Regions from separate parts of the Zea mays genome. Here region 2 is linked to region 1. Evidence: chromatin contacts called from public Hi-C data. All regions are on one chromosome and are shown on one strand. Each heading gives the region's core, a stretch centred on a gene start, on an enhancer-like site or on the middle of the called end of the contact. The rest is flanking DNA. Distances are from core to core; before and after follow the strand shown. Region 1 holds the start of LOC103636116 (cinnamoyl-CoA reductase 1). Region 2 overlaps LOC100193870 (MAG2-interacting protein 2).

Evidence for each region. Hi-C and Micro-C count contacts between places; a contact is called where the count stands out from the background.
Region 2: a Hi-C map of endosperm shows a contact between it and region 1, with 4 times the contacts expected there. The contact joins the enhancer-like site here to the promoter of LOC103636116 in region 1. A contact is called at or near these places in 15 of 25 Hi-C or Micro-C datasets (ear, endosperm, leaf and 5 more) and 2 of 3 datasets of contacts at active chromatin or transcription factors (leaf and seedling).

The regions. Positions count from the first base shown.
Region 1 is chr8:150,017,618-150,024,600 of Zm-B73-REFERENCE-NAM-5.0, forward strand. It overlaps LOC103636116 (cinnamoyl-CoA reductase 1), which reads right to left and starts at 2,785. Exons shown (of 5, transcript NM_001301557.1): 1 at 2,509-2,785; 2 at 1,312-1,490. The coding sequence starts at 2,755.
Region 2 is chr8:150,206,842-150,213,824 of Zm-B73-REFERENCE-NAM-5.0, forward strand. LOC100193870 (MAG2-interacting protein 2) reads left to right here. Exons shown (of 11, transcript NM_001359312.1): 8 at 207-566; 9 at 664-1,882; 10 at 2,031-2,296; 11 at 2,719-5,395. The coding sequence ends at 5,295. Among protein-coding and RNA genes, the nearest start is that of LOC100193870, 13 kb to the left of the region's middle. Within about 2 kb of position 4,205, at least 2 of the 20 cell types and tissues checked have an H3K27ac peak or open chromatin away from gene starts, as enhancers often do. A contact at or near this core is called in endosperm and root tip, where this site is marked.

The sequences.
Region 1 (6,983 bases), core at 1,535-4,034:
TCATTTCAATTGTCTCTCTTCACTTTTCTTCAGTTTTTTCTTAATTCCTTTTATTTCCTTGCCTTCCCCGTACAGAGAAATTTCTTCAGAAGACATAGGAATCGTGTGCCGGATTGTGTGAGGCATCATCCGATCCATATTGAAACCCGGATATCGAAACCTCTCATTTGGATCCAGCAGCAACTAATAGTCCATACAGTAGTAGTTAACATAAACTAGCTAAAATATTGTTTGCTACCTATGGTTGTTGCTTGGATCCAAGACCTAAGGTGGGCGGATTGATGATTTTATCTACAACACCCTTCACATTTTAGAGCATGTAGCTAGATGTGTACAGGACGGTCGAAGCGTCTTTTCGCGATCTATTAGGGCTTGTTCGGTTATTCCCAATATACATGAATTGGATGAGATTGGAAAAAATGAGAAGAAGTTTGACTTGTTTGGAATTCAAACTCATCCAATCCCACTCAATCCACATGGATTGAGAGCTAACCGAACAAGCCCTTAGCTGGGTTAAGCGACATCTAGTGAGATGGTTGCTCGATGCGGACTATTAGTTTGACTTTGTCATAGCAAAAAAATTTAGCAACCGCTCCCTCCACTTTAAAAAATAGGGTATCGTTTTGACATTTATAAATACACTACATCTATATCTAGATACAAGGTAAAAGTCATATATCTCAAAAAGTCAAAACAATTTTGCAAATTAGGATGAAGGGATTAACTATTAGATAGGTGGATACAAACATTGCCTTAGCTTAAGGTGTATCGGATCCACCCTCTTCAGGCTTCCAGTAAATGCAATTTTACACTTTGTCTAATTCACAGAAAATAATATACATCTATCTATTATTCTAAATAGATATGCTACAGGAATATATATATTCTACAGATAATCTAGTGACTTGTTTAGTATGATAAAAAAAAGATACCGACTCCTTAAAGTTCAACTAAATTAAAGATACGTAGCCTGCCCCCCATGCTATAGATTGTATTCTTTCTTCAAGCAGTGAGTAAAGAAAGAAAGGACAATGTCTTACTCGCGGTAGGTTTAACGACTGAACATCAACAACAACAGCCTGACAAGCCAACGGTTGAGCAGCAGATTTCATGGATCATGTCTCCTTATCAGACTATCCTGCAATCCAGGTTCTATTACACATGCTACCATGCATGTCCCCAACACAGCCCGAACCTATTGACGCCACGTGACATGTCTAGTCCTAGTGTCGACGTGAGAGGTATGAGGCTAGAATTCATAGGAAAAAGGAAACGCTCCCAGTAAGAACGAAAGTTTGTTGTCGTCCTCACCGTGTAGCCGGACATGCCCCCGGGGTCGACGAAGGCGGAGGTGTGGAACACGCCGGCGCACCCGTCGAAGGCGCGGCGCAGGCCGTCCGGGTCCATCACGTTCGCCATCACCGTCGACACCCCCCCATCCCGGCCGTCCTCGCCGAACATCTCCATCTCCCGCAGCTTGTCCATGTCCTCTGCACGCCAAGACACGTACTTAGAGATCAAATAAACCGAAACGCTCGAAACCTGGGAGTGACCGGGGGGATTCGCTAGTGACGGACGACACGGCAGAACAGAGTCACTGTCAGCCCACGACGTGCGATAGCAAAGTTGTAGGCTGTGGTGGGGAGGTTTCAGAAACCTTAGCTAGACCCTCGCCACTGGCTCACCACGGTACCACTTGGAGTACTCTGTTCATCTACATGTTTGGCACTAGAGGACGACGACCAGTTTTATTACAAAGTCAAAGCGCAAGTTCTGGCGGGGACGGACGTGTGCTTCCCGTCTTTGCCGTGCAAGTTAGGTTGATCATAAGTTCGTTTCGTCCTTCGTCGTGTACTCGTGTTTCTCTCGGTCGTTTCAGCGGGTGCGTTGATCACAAAACAAACAAACAAAATAGAGTACCATCCAATCTTTTAGCAAACAAATGATAAAAGGGAAAGAGAGAAAAAGGTAGGCTCTGTTCTATTAGCCTTCGTCTGAAACGGAGCAAGAGGCCATTGTCAGCAAGGCAACTCATCATCGAGGGAAAGAATGAAGAGACGAGCCAGATGAAAACCTGGCCGGCGGCCTTTGCCCAACGCGAGAGAATGATAAGAACAAACGGGCTAACAGTAATAACGAGACAAGCGGGACCCCAATACTTTTCCTTCCTGTTTGTAGGCAGGCTTGCCTAAACACGTGAGAAGTCGAGGCGTTGGGACATGGACGCATGGTGCCGCGTGAACGAGCATGTCCGCTTCGTGCTTACCCATACTTTGTTTGATCCGGTGACCGCGCTTGCGGTCGACTGGTCGTGGACGATTCGCATCCAATCAGACGAGAGCGATCGCTTTCTGGGCTGAGATGGACGAGGATTTTTTTTTTCACGTATACCCCGTCCCTGCCACCGGGGCCGGGCCGGGCCGAGGGGCGCGCGCGAGAGCTTCAGAGCGAGCGAGAGAAGCAGCCGGGTAGGTTGGTGTGGGGGAGGACGGACGGGACGGCTGGTACCTTGCGTCTCCAGCGCGAGGCGGACGGTGTACCCGTGCCGGAGGAGGCGGTCGACGACGGCGAACCCGACGAAGGAGATGCCGCCAGTTACGCACACGGCGCGCGCCGCGGCCCCTCCGGCGTCACCCCGGGGAGCGCGCTTAGCGTCCGCGTGGCCCGCCGAGCGGCGCCACCCGCCCGCCAGGAGCGCGGCGCGCAGCTCGTCCACCTCCGCCTCAAGGCTCTGCGTGCTCCGAAGCACGCCCATGCCTGCCGGGCCTGCTCCCGCGCTGCTGCGGTAGTGCCTCTCGGTGTTGGTGGAGAGGGTATTCACGGCGAGTGGGGTGGGTAAAATAGCCACGTACTACACTACTAGGGCGAGCACCACTGGCTGAGCAGAGGAGAGGACTCGGCTGTCTTCGTCGCGCGACTGGGGTTGGGTAGGTAGGCTCGGTACTCTACCTTCACCGAGGCTTGTTTTTTGTCAGACGGAGCCTGGGCCTGCCGCCCGGGACATGGCCACATGGGTTGGGGTGGGGGGTAGCTGCGCTGGACGGCAGGCATCGCACGGGCGTTCCTGCCTGACGGTCCGTCTAGGTCTAGCCTTGGGTTCGGCTTCGGATCTTGTGAGAGTAATGTGCTCAACTCTTCTTGTCCTCCTCCGCTGCCTCCAACTTCTTCTTGGTGTTAATTTATTGCGCTGGAGCTGGTAGCGGAAGCAGCCACGCTATTGTATCGCAGGCCATTGATTTCGATGGTCCCTGTTTGATTATGAAGCTCAACAGTATACTAGCGCCTCATAGATAACCAGGCTCTATAACTGTCCGGATCCTGATCGAGACCGACGGAATATTTGATATCTTATATTATAACAGAGAGATAGATTATATGCACTACAGTAAACGCAGAAACGTCCGACGGCCAAAGCCGTCGGACATAAGGAATAAACCGTCGGAAATAGATTATTTCCGACGGTCAAGCCTTATCTCCGACGGCTTTAAGCCGTCGGAGATAACTCGTCGGAAATAGTGCTATGTCCGACGGCAGCCGTCGGACATAAGTTATCTCCGACGGCTGCCTATGCCCGTCGGAGATAACAAATCCCAACCGTTTTACCGGTCGGGATGTGGGTCCCACTGAATTAAGTCCGACGGCTCCCGCTAGGCCGTCGGAGATAAGCATTGCTTATGTCCGACGGTAGTTAATGCCGTCGGAAATAACAAAAGAGTTATGTCCGACGGCTACCATTAAGCCGTCGGACATAACAAATTACAGAATTTACACAAAATTCTGTTTTTTAAAAAATCTGACATTTACAAAACAAAAACAGATTCATGCACATATACAAATTCACATTCACAATCACAAATACACACATTCTAATAAGTATTCACAATCACAAATAGTCTCACATAAATATTAACATTCACAAATTTAACATCAACATATAGGTTCGACGGTTGTTGCAAACTGAAATTGTGTCTCACAAACAAGTGTTGCAAAGTGTTTCATAAAAAACATCACGACACATCAATCATATCCATCGTCTGGATGGTTCGAGTAGCCACCTCCTCCGGCTGGACTCTGCGTGTTGAAAATGGTGTTCACCCACGAATTTGTTGTGTCGTCCTGACCAAACCCATCTCCAGGTGCGGCAACTGAAGCGGGTGGTGTCTGAAATCCCTATAACACAAGCACATGAAATAGTAACCACTCAGTTGTTCATTTAAACACATAAGACATTTATGAACATGTCACACACGCATATGTGTACATACCATAGGGAATTGTGACGGAGGCGGAGACGGAGGTGGAGGCGCCAACATTGGCATTGGCAGTGCAAAGTCCGGAGGCGGCATCCCATATGTCGGCATCGGGACGCCCGCTTGTTGGGCTAGTTGCTACAAATTATATACAAGTCATTGTTGAACAAACAAGATACACATCAAGTGTTTTGCAAAATAAGCTACAAAATGTTACTTCAACTTACCGAGAGAAGAGCTTGATTTTGGGCCTGGAGGCTTGCATAATACTCGTCCCTCTTCTTCTGGTACTCGGCTTGTTGTCTCTGGTATTCAGATTGTTGCCTCTGGTACTCCAATTGTTCCCTCAAGACTGATTGATGGTACTCTGCCTGTTGACGCAACACTGCAAGCTCTATCTCATGGGCTGCTGATCGTGAACGGGACGACTGTGAAGACGACGATGTGGATTGTCGTCCACGGCGTCTCAGCTCTCTGGAATCAATCGTAGAATCAAAAATACCCAACCTACAAGAGTGAACCATGCACTTAGTATAGTAACTCATGGCTCAGTTGAATCGCAAGCATATGATGACAATTTTGAAAACCAAATCAAATAATCTCACCGTCCATGGGCTTGTCCTCCTGCGCTAGCATAGGCTGCCTGAGGGTCGATTGGCTGGCTCCTCCAATCGTACTCCTCCCCATGGCGTTGAACCATCTCCTGCCCATACGAAGCCTGGAGGCAAACAATATCAAATATAAGTGCATAACCCCTATGCCCTTGCAAACAATATCAACACACATAATAGAGTAACAATATCAACTCACTAGACGGTCGGTGGCCGTCTGAGTGCATAACACATCAGGATTCTGAGGATCAGAACCCCTATGCCCTTGCATATACACCTCCACATCCGTGGGCGTACGGCCGGATTTGACTTCCTGTACATAAAAGTTATAATGACACATTTCTATGTGATTCAAAGTTACGACAAACTGTGACTTACCATTCGCTTAGCCAAGCGCACATGACCATCACCGCCGTAGTTGTGGAACGACTCAGTCCCACGGTTTCCCCTGTTCCTTTCGGAAATGGCACGAAAGTCAGGGGAAGCCCACCATCTGCACAATGCCCGATAACCGTCTGATCGGGTGGCCATCCACGGCACCGACACCTACATGAAATTTTTTAAATAAAGCAAGCAAATACATGGCTTTGTGCGATATGAGAGGCAACAACCTGTTTACCTCTAGGTATTGCTCCTCCGTCAAGTAAATTGATGACCACTCGGCCTTTGTATTTGGCATCGGTCGATCATCAGCATTTGCTCTGTACCATGCCTTTATAGCCTGAATTCGTGCATAGTACATTGCATCTGCAACGACATCGTTCGCGTTAAACTCAAACACGTAACGAGCGTTCATATCATATGATCCATCGTCCGGCAACTTGTACCGTTTCTGCAAAAACCATAGTGTTATCATAAAAGCAAACATATATGGAATAACTAAAATAGTATAAACAAGTCATACCCAGAATGCATCCCAAACTAGTGCCTGTGTGTTGCCAAACGTTCTACAGACACCATAGCGATAATGCTCCCAAGTGGTGGCGGGGACAGACTCGCCAGTAGGCAAAGTCACAAGACCAGGCCAGTGCAGACGAACAAGATTACCAAGAACCATGTTCACCTGCCTGTAGTGTCCTGTGCCTGTGAACGAGTCGTCGATCCAAGTCCTGCAAACAGAAATCAATGTAGAAATTAAAACATAACTTTCAATAACATTTAAGCAAAGATATGTCACTCACTTTCCACTAGGCTTTATCACAACCCGAGATTCGGGTGGAAGCTCTGGAGGTGGTCCAACAAAATGCAGCTTCCTCGTTCTCTTAACTCGAGAAGTTCCAGACCCAGCTGCAGAATCTCCACCAGCCCCAGAATCCCCAGCCCCAGAATCCCCACCAGCGTCGTCTCCAGCATCATCTCCCACATTATCTCCACCATCATCTTCAACATCATCTCTTGCATGATCCTCTACCACTGGTTCCTCAATTTCAGCATCCTATGAAACAAATAGCTTACATCAGACAATATTAAGTAACTCAAATAATGTAATTTAACAACTAACTTACATCTTGTGGAGGCAAATGTTCTGCCAGCGCTCTCCGTCTGCTCATGGTAGAACCTGTGCCCTGAAAAACTGAATCCTCACCCCTCGAGCTGCTCCTCGAGCTACTCCTCGACCCAAGCAAACTACGAGCTAAAGACTTCATTTTCTTTGACATCCTATTTTAACAAAAACAAGTTAGTACATAAATCGACAATAAAATAATAAAATATGCAATAAAATCATAAAATATGCAATAAAATCATGATCCATACTCGTCAATCGTAATCGTAATCAAAATCAGGATCTAGTTGCTTTCGTCGATTTAATGGACGCCAAGTAGCTTTCTTCTTTCTCGTCACTCGTTTTCTTTTTGGAGGAACCTCTACATCATTTTGATCTCCTAATAAAGATTCTTCCAACATTTCAGTTTGTACATTAAACGTGCTTGTAAGTTCTTCGTCTTGGAAAATCTCAGCAGCCCCCACTTCCTGCTCGATTTGACTTTCAACATAACCAGCATCACCAGGAGCATATAGTCGTTCACGCGGATTAACTTTGTACACTACCCTCCAATCAACCAAACCGTTTTTCTTAGATGGATATGTCATATAATACACCTGCTCGCATTGGTGGGCAAGG
Region 2 (6,983 bases), core at 2,955-5,454, 190 kb after region 1:
TCTCTACATTATCAAATAGGGGATGGCCGGCTATAGAGCCAGGCACGGCCCTGCTACATGGTCTGGCCAGCTAAGGAGTCAGGCACAGGATCTCTACACAATAATACATCAATTGTCTAACAATACCTTTCATTTTTCATGGATTGTTTACTTGTTTGCCAATGTTCTGCACTGTCAGTGCAACTCATAGCTGAATGTGGTCACAGGTCCCAAAATCAATGCATTTCTTCCTTAGTGCTCACTTAGATGAGAAGAATGTAAGGCAAATTATACGGCTGCTTTTATCGAAATTTGGCAGACGTCAACCTGTTCGATCAGACAATGAGTGGGCTAACATGTGGCGTGATTTAAAACTCTTCCAAGAAAAGGCATTTCCTTTTCTTGATTCAGAATATATGCTGGCCGAATTTATCAGAGGGCTATTGAAAGCTGGTAAATTTTCGCTAGCCAGGAATTATCTTGGAGGAACCAGTGCAGTTTCTTTATCCACAGAGAAGGCTGAAAATCTTGTGATACAAGCTGCAAGGGAGTATTTCTTCTCGGCTTCAACTTTATCTGGGAATGAAGTGAGTTGATGTTACCAATTTTTTTTGCCATCCAGTTATTACTCTGCCATTTCATTTCTGTGATTAATGCTAACTTGGATTATACAATCCCTTGCAGATTTGGAAAGCCAGGGAATGCCTAAATTTGTTACCTAATAGCAAAAATGTTCAAGCAGAAACTGATATAATTGATGCTCTTACTGTTAGACTTCCTTATCTAGGGGTGACTATCCTTCCTCTTCAGTTCAGGCAGGTAAAGGATCCTATGGATATCATCCGCATGGTGATAACATGTCAAGCAGGTGCATACCTTCATTTTGAAGAGATCATTGATGTCGCTAAACTTCTGGGATTAAGAAGTGAAGAGGAAGTAGCGGATGTGGAGGAGGCTATTGCCAGAGAAGCTGTGGTAAATGGTGATCTTCAACTTGCCCTTGATATCTGTTTAAATTTAACAAAAAAGAGTCATGGTGCAGTGTGGGATTTATGTGCTGCAATTGCTAGAGGCCCTCCACTTGACAATTTGGATACTGGTACCCGTGAAAAGCTATTGGGTTTCGCTCTCAGCCATTGTGATGACGATTCTGTTGGGGAATTGTTGAATGCTTGGAAGGAGCTTCATGCTCAGGGTACTTTTGAGAAATTAATGATTACAACCGCAACAAATCCTCCCAATTTCTTGATTGATGGATCTTCAATCACACCACTTCCTGTACAAAGTGTGCAAGACATACTTGACCTGAGAGATGACAATGGCCATGATAGACGTAGCGACCTTGTGGGAATTGTTAAAGACATGCTGTCAAAAGTTTGCTTGGACTTTTCTAATGGAGACACACATAATTGGGAGTCTATGTTGGAAGAAAACCGGAAATTGTTGTGCTTTGGAGCACTGGTATTACCATGGCTTTTGAAATTGTTCAGTAATGAAGCATGTGATGGTGAAATAATGGATCATCTCACTAGGAGATGTCGATTTTCAACAAAAGTAAAAGCAGCAACCAGTATCATATATTGGTTAGTTATAAATGGTTTGGCCCCCAATGATAATATAATCATGATTCTTGCAAAGTCTATAATGGAGCCTCCCATTGATGAAGAGTTTGATGTACTTGGCTGCTCGGTTCTTTTGAATCTCATGGACCCTTTCAATGGAGTGAAAATAATAGAGGAAGAGCTAAAAAGACGAGAATCTTATCAAGAAATTAGCAGCATAATGAGTGTAGGAATGTTATATAGTTCCCTCAATAATTCTAAGAAAGAGTGCTCCACTCCTGAACAGAGGAGAAACCTGTTGCTTCACAAATTTCATGAGAAGTTCACCTCAGCCGATACCGGTAGGTGTACTAAAATCAACAAGTCATCAATATGGTCACTATTTTACTATTGAATATTCTGCTGAGCTCAATCTTCTGCTGAGTTTTATTTGAATTGTTTTTGTGCTAATACATACCATATTCATTTTGTTTCTACCAACTTTGACAGATGATTTAGACCAGGTTGATATGGCAAATACAACCTTCTGGAGAGAATGGAAATCAAAGTTAGAAGAGGATAAACAACTGGCTGATCAAGCGCGGATGCTCAAGCAGATATTACCTGATATAGACACATCTCGATTCTTGTCTGGTGATGTTAATTATATCAAAATAGTAGTTTACTCCTTTGTTAATTCTGTAAAGATGGAGAAAAAACACATACTCAAGGAAGCAGTGCGGATAGCTGAGGCATATGGGTTGCAACGAACTGAGGTCTCTCTCACACATCTGAGCTTATATTTTTGTTTTCTTTATATGTAAATTTCTAGCGAAAGGGCCTCTACTTGAGTTGGTTAGGTGGTCTGATTAGCACTCCTCAGGTCGTGGGTTCGACTCCCCGTGGGAGCGAATTTCAGGCTGTGGTTACAAAATCACCTCGTCTATCCCACACCAAAGCACAGGTCTAAGGTCTCGCCCCGGTCGCGGTTGTTCTCACATGGGCTACGGTTCCGCTGTGTATGGGTGGGGCAAGGGTTCGGGGGGTTTAGTGACCTGCGTTAGAAGGTCTTTTTCTTAATATAATGCCGTGGAAGCGGTCTTACCCCCGCAGGTCGAGTTTTTTTATATGTAAATTTCTCACCTGCAGTTTTGTCTCATGATGTTTTACAATCTCATATGGTTGCTTGGATTTTTAGGTGCTTTTACGATTTCTCGCCTGCAGTCTTGTGTCTGAATACTGGGATAACAATGATATTCTGAACGAAATTTCTGAATTCCGGGAGGATATTGTCAGCTCAGCTAAGGGTGTGATCGATATGATATATTCAGATGTCTATCTGGAGATAGATGGGTATAATAAACAACGTCTTTCTTACATTTACGGCATTCTTTCAGCATGTCATTCATATCTGAAGAGGACCAATGAGATAGAATTGAGATACCCAGTGCATGTGCATACCCATAAGCTTGAACCATTTCAGTACTATAAGGTACTTGAGGAAGAGTGCAAGAAAGTCTGCTTCATTGATGGCTTGAACTTTAAAAACATTGCTGGACTGGATAATCTGAACTTTGAGCATTTCAATGACGAAGTATGCAAGAATATCCATGCCTCCACCGTCACTGCTATAGCCGATATGGTACAGTCTCTTGTGAGTATGTATGTTGATGTACTGGCCAAGGGACTCATATCACAACAAGGTGTTTACAAGCACTATGTTCTGGGGTTGCTGGCATCACTTGAAGGCCGCAGTGAAGCACAATCGAACAACACAGATTATGAAAAGTTGCAGGCTTCCCTATGCGAATTTGAGTTGAACTATGATAGTTGCAGGGAGTACATCCAAGCTCTTCCAGCCACAGATATTTCATATATTGTAAGAAGGTATTGCACCCTTTGCTTTCCATCTAACTTAGCACGAAGCCATCCACAGGAACCTTCATGGAGGAAACCTCTTGCCACGCTACTAGAATTTTGGTCTAAAGTTGTTGATGACATACCGGGGGATTCAATTGATGCTTGCTCATATGGAAGAACAGACTACTTAAATTCAAATAGGTTATCTCTGTGCATGAGAGCTTTCAGGCAGCTATTAATAATTGATGAGATAGCACTGCACCAAGGTTGGGATGCCATTTCCATGTATGTAAAAGATTGCCTTAGAAATGGAAAGATGATGGAAACACCATGCTTTTGTCGAGCTATGATTCTATCAGGCTGCAGTTTTGAATCTGTAGTTGAAGTATACTTTGGAGGACAAGGACAGTTAGGGAGTGAGAATGCAGATCCAAGCAATTATTTGGACCTCTTAGAACTTTATAATGCTGCTACAGAAAAGTGTTTGTCGGATTTGAGTGAGGAATCTTGCGAATATCGAATATTGCTTCATAATTTGCTGTCATCTTTGAGCCGGTCAACGGGAAAACATGCTGGTGCTCTAGAAATGGTCAGATCTGGTGTTTGGGGGAAGTTAATCCGCTATTCGGAAGACATGCAGCTAGAGAGCCAATTACGAGTCTATGCACTACAGCTGATGCAATGTATCACAGGAAGAAACCTTAAATCTCTTCCAAATGAAATGGTGTGTCAGGTTGAGCCATGGGAATCATGGTATGAGCATGGAGCGGGTGCTGCCATAGCTGATGAGAGTATCAACTCCTCTAGCAGCATCACAGGGACTCTTGTCGCACTTAGATCTACTCAGATGGTCGCTGCAGTTCTGCCTGACGCTAATATCACTCCAGAAAACCTAGCAACTCTTGACTCTGCAGTATCTTGTTTTTTAAAATTGTCAGAACGTGCTTCTGGTGTGAGCGTTGCTGTTTTTGAAGCAGTGCTAGAAGAGTGGGAGCAATTGTTCTCCCCCAAAGAAGAGCATGTTGCACCTCATGAATCACCAAAAGAAACAAGTGACTGGAGTGATGGATGGGATGATGGCTGGGAGGCGCTACCGGAAGAGTTGGAGAGTCCAAAGAATAAACAAGAGGGTGTGTTGTTATCTGTGCATCCCCTCCACAGTTGCTGGATGGAGATTATCAGAAAACGTGTTGAACTTGGTGAGCTGCACAAGGTACTTGAACTTCTAGACCGAGCATCTTTGAAACACAGCGTGTTCCTAGAGGAAGAAGAAGCACACAGCTTGGTTGAACTTGTATCTGCTCTGGACTGCTTCATGGCCCTTAAAACTGTGTTGCTACTCCCATATGAATCTCTGAGACTGCAGTGCCTGCAGATGGTGGAGGTGAAAATGAGGGAAGGAATCGTGTCCACCTCATCAAATGCTGATGATCAGGAGCTCCTTGCCTTGGTTCTTTCCTCTGGAACTATGCAGAAGATCATCACAGAAGAGGCATACTCTAAATTTTTCTCTTACATATGCCATCTTGTCGGGCACCTTGCAAGGTCATTCCAGACTGATCTCCTCGTACAATGGAACGAAGCAACATCTAAGATCAACAGATCTTTACTGTTCGCTAGAGTTCTGTTTCCATGTTTTGTATCTGAACTGGTCCTCGGAGGGCAGTATCTTCTGGCTGGGTTCGTCATCTCGAGATGGATGCACACACATCCATCTCTGGGCCTGATGGATATCACCGAGACCAGTGTGCGATGCTTCCTTCAAGGCCAGGTTGCCCAACTTGATGAGGTGGGAGGGAGCGATGCTGCTCTCACTGACGGTGAAGTTTGTGTAAGGCACACAATCTCCACCCTACAGCCGAAACTTGTTTCTCTTCTGCAGTCTGCATTAGCTCTTTCGAACAAAGAGTTGTAGGCAAAGTCCTGTGTAGTTAACTTTTACACTCTTGCTGTACTACCGGTGTACCTGTAACATAAAATGTTTTTTTAGATAATGGTAAAAGTGAATGGTGGAAGATTTCATATTGTTATCCCAAAACTACAAAGTTCTTTAGGTTCAGAAACACAACCACCTAAAAACAACTACATCCCCCAACCTTCAACCAAACAAACAACACAAGCCCACATAGGCTGCAGAGCATGTTTACACATTTAGGGCTTGTTCGTTTTGGTGATAATCTACATGTATTGGGTGGGATTGAGCCGGTTTAAATCCATAACAAGTCAAAATCCACCCCAATCCCACCCAATACACTCCAATACACATGTAATATCAATAACCGAACAAGCCCTTAAAGTACTTTATTACAGACTATGGCCCGGCAAACAGCACACAGGCTAAAGAAGAAGGGTTAATTATATTTGTGTCATTACAATTTTCTACGTTTTGATACGTGTCACTAAACTTCTTAAACTTGCACATATGCCATTCAACTTCTATTCAACTCTGAAATACGCTATTTCAGATTTCCTTTTTTATCCTTGTTTGTCCAAACATATCCACCAGTACATTAACTGTGCAGCTTCTAGCGAAGGGTGGGGCATAGCTCCGGCGGGCGTGCAGCTCCGGTGGCGGCTGCTAGGGTTATGGGAGTAGGTTTGGAGAGACGAAAAGTCATAGAGGAGGGGGCGGTTCGGGCGGGCAGGGGGGGAGGGGCAGGCGCTCGACTGGCTTGGCTCGAGAGGGGCTTGCAGCGCACGACAGGTAAGTTGCCCGCGCCCAAGGCTCATGCGGAGGAGGGGGGCACGGCTAGGGTCGAACGGTCGCCCGCCGCGCCGTAGGCAGGGGAGGGGAGAGGGGAGAGAAAGGGGGTGGGCGACGCAGGGGAGGGGTCGGCCGGGGAGGGGCTGCCACAAAACAGTGAAGAAAATGAAGCACAAGGATCCCAAATCATGTTGGTTGCTCACCACAGAAGAAGACCATCGCTGGAGCTGAGGAGAAATCCGTTGATTGACGACGAACCGAAAGCACCAAAACGACGCCCTCGATGAGACGAACGCAGCGGTCCTCTCGGATTTTGCCAACGACACACGTATTGAAAGTAATTGATCGCCGGAGTTAGAACCGCCACGAACTTCGGCGAGCAATTCCGGGAGTTGTGGATCGAATCCAGAGAAACTGTTTTGATATTTGGAAAGGGCTCAGCGAGAGAGTTCCAGCCACATATATTCCTAGGGTTTGGACGAAACGAAATTCGGGTCAAATTCGGATTTTAGCGTTTATTAGTTCTAGAAAATGCAAAATTCGTTTTAATTCTCAAAATATTGTAGAACCTTCCAAATATTCCAGGAAAATTCCTAGGAATGTTTTGGGATCCAATGAACTCAAAAAAACATATTTGGAGCTTTTGAAAATGTTTTTAAGTACCTCAAATAAATAGATGGTATATTCCAATATTCTCGGAAAATAGAAAAATATTCCAATATTTACGGAAAGCTTCTACATGGTATATTAACATGTTTCAAACACCTTTAGCACTTAGAAACACTATACAACGACATGGATGCAACAATTAAAGCACCTCTAGGGCTCACTTCACTAGGCTTACACCAACATATAACAAAATAACTCTCCATTATTTTATAAAAAAGAAAAGAAAAGCA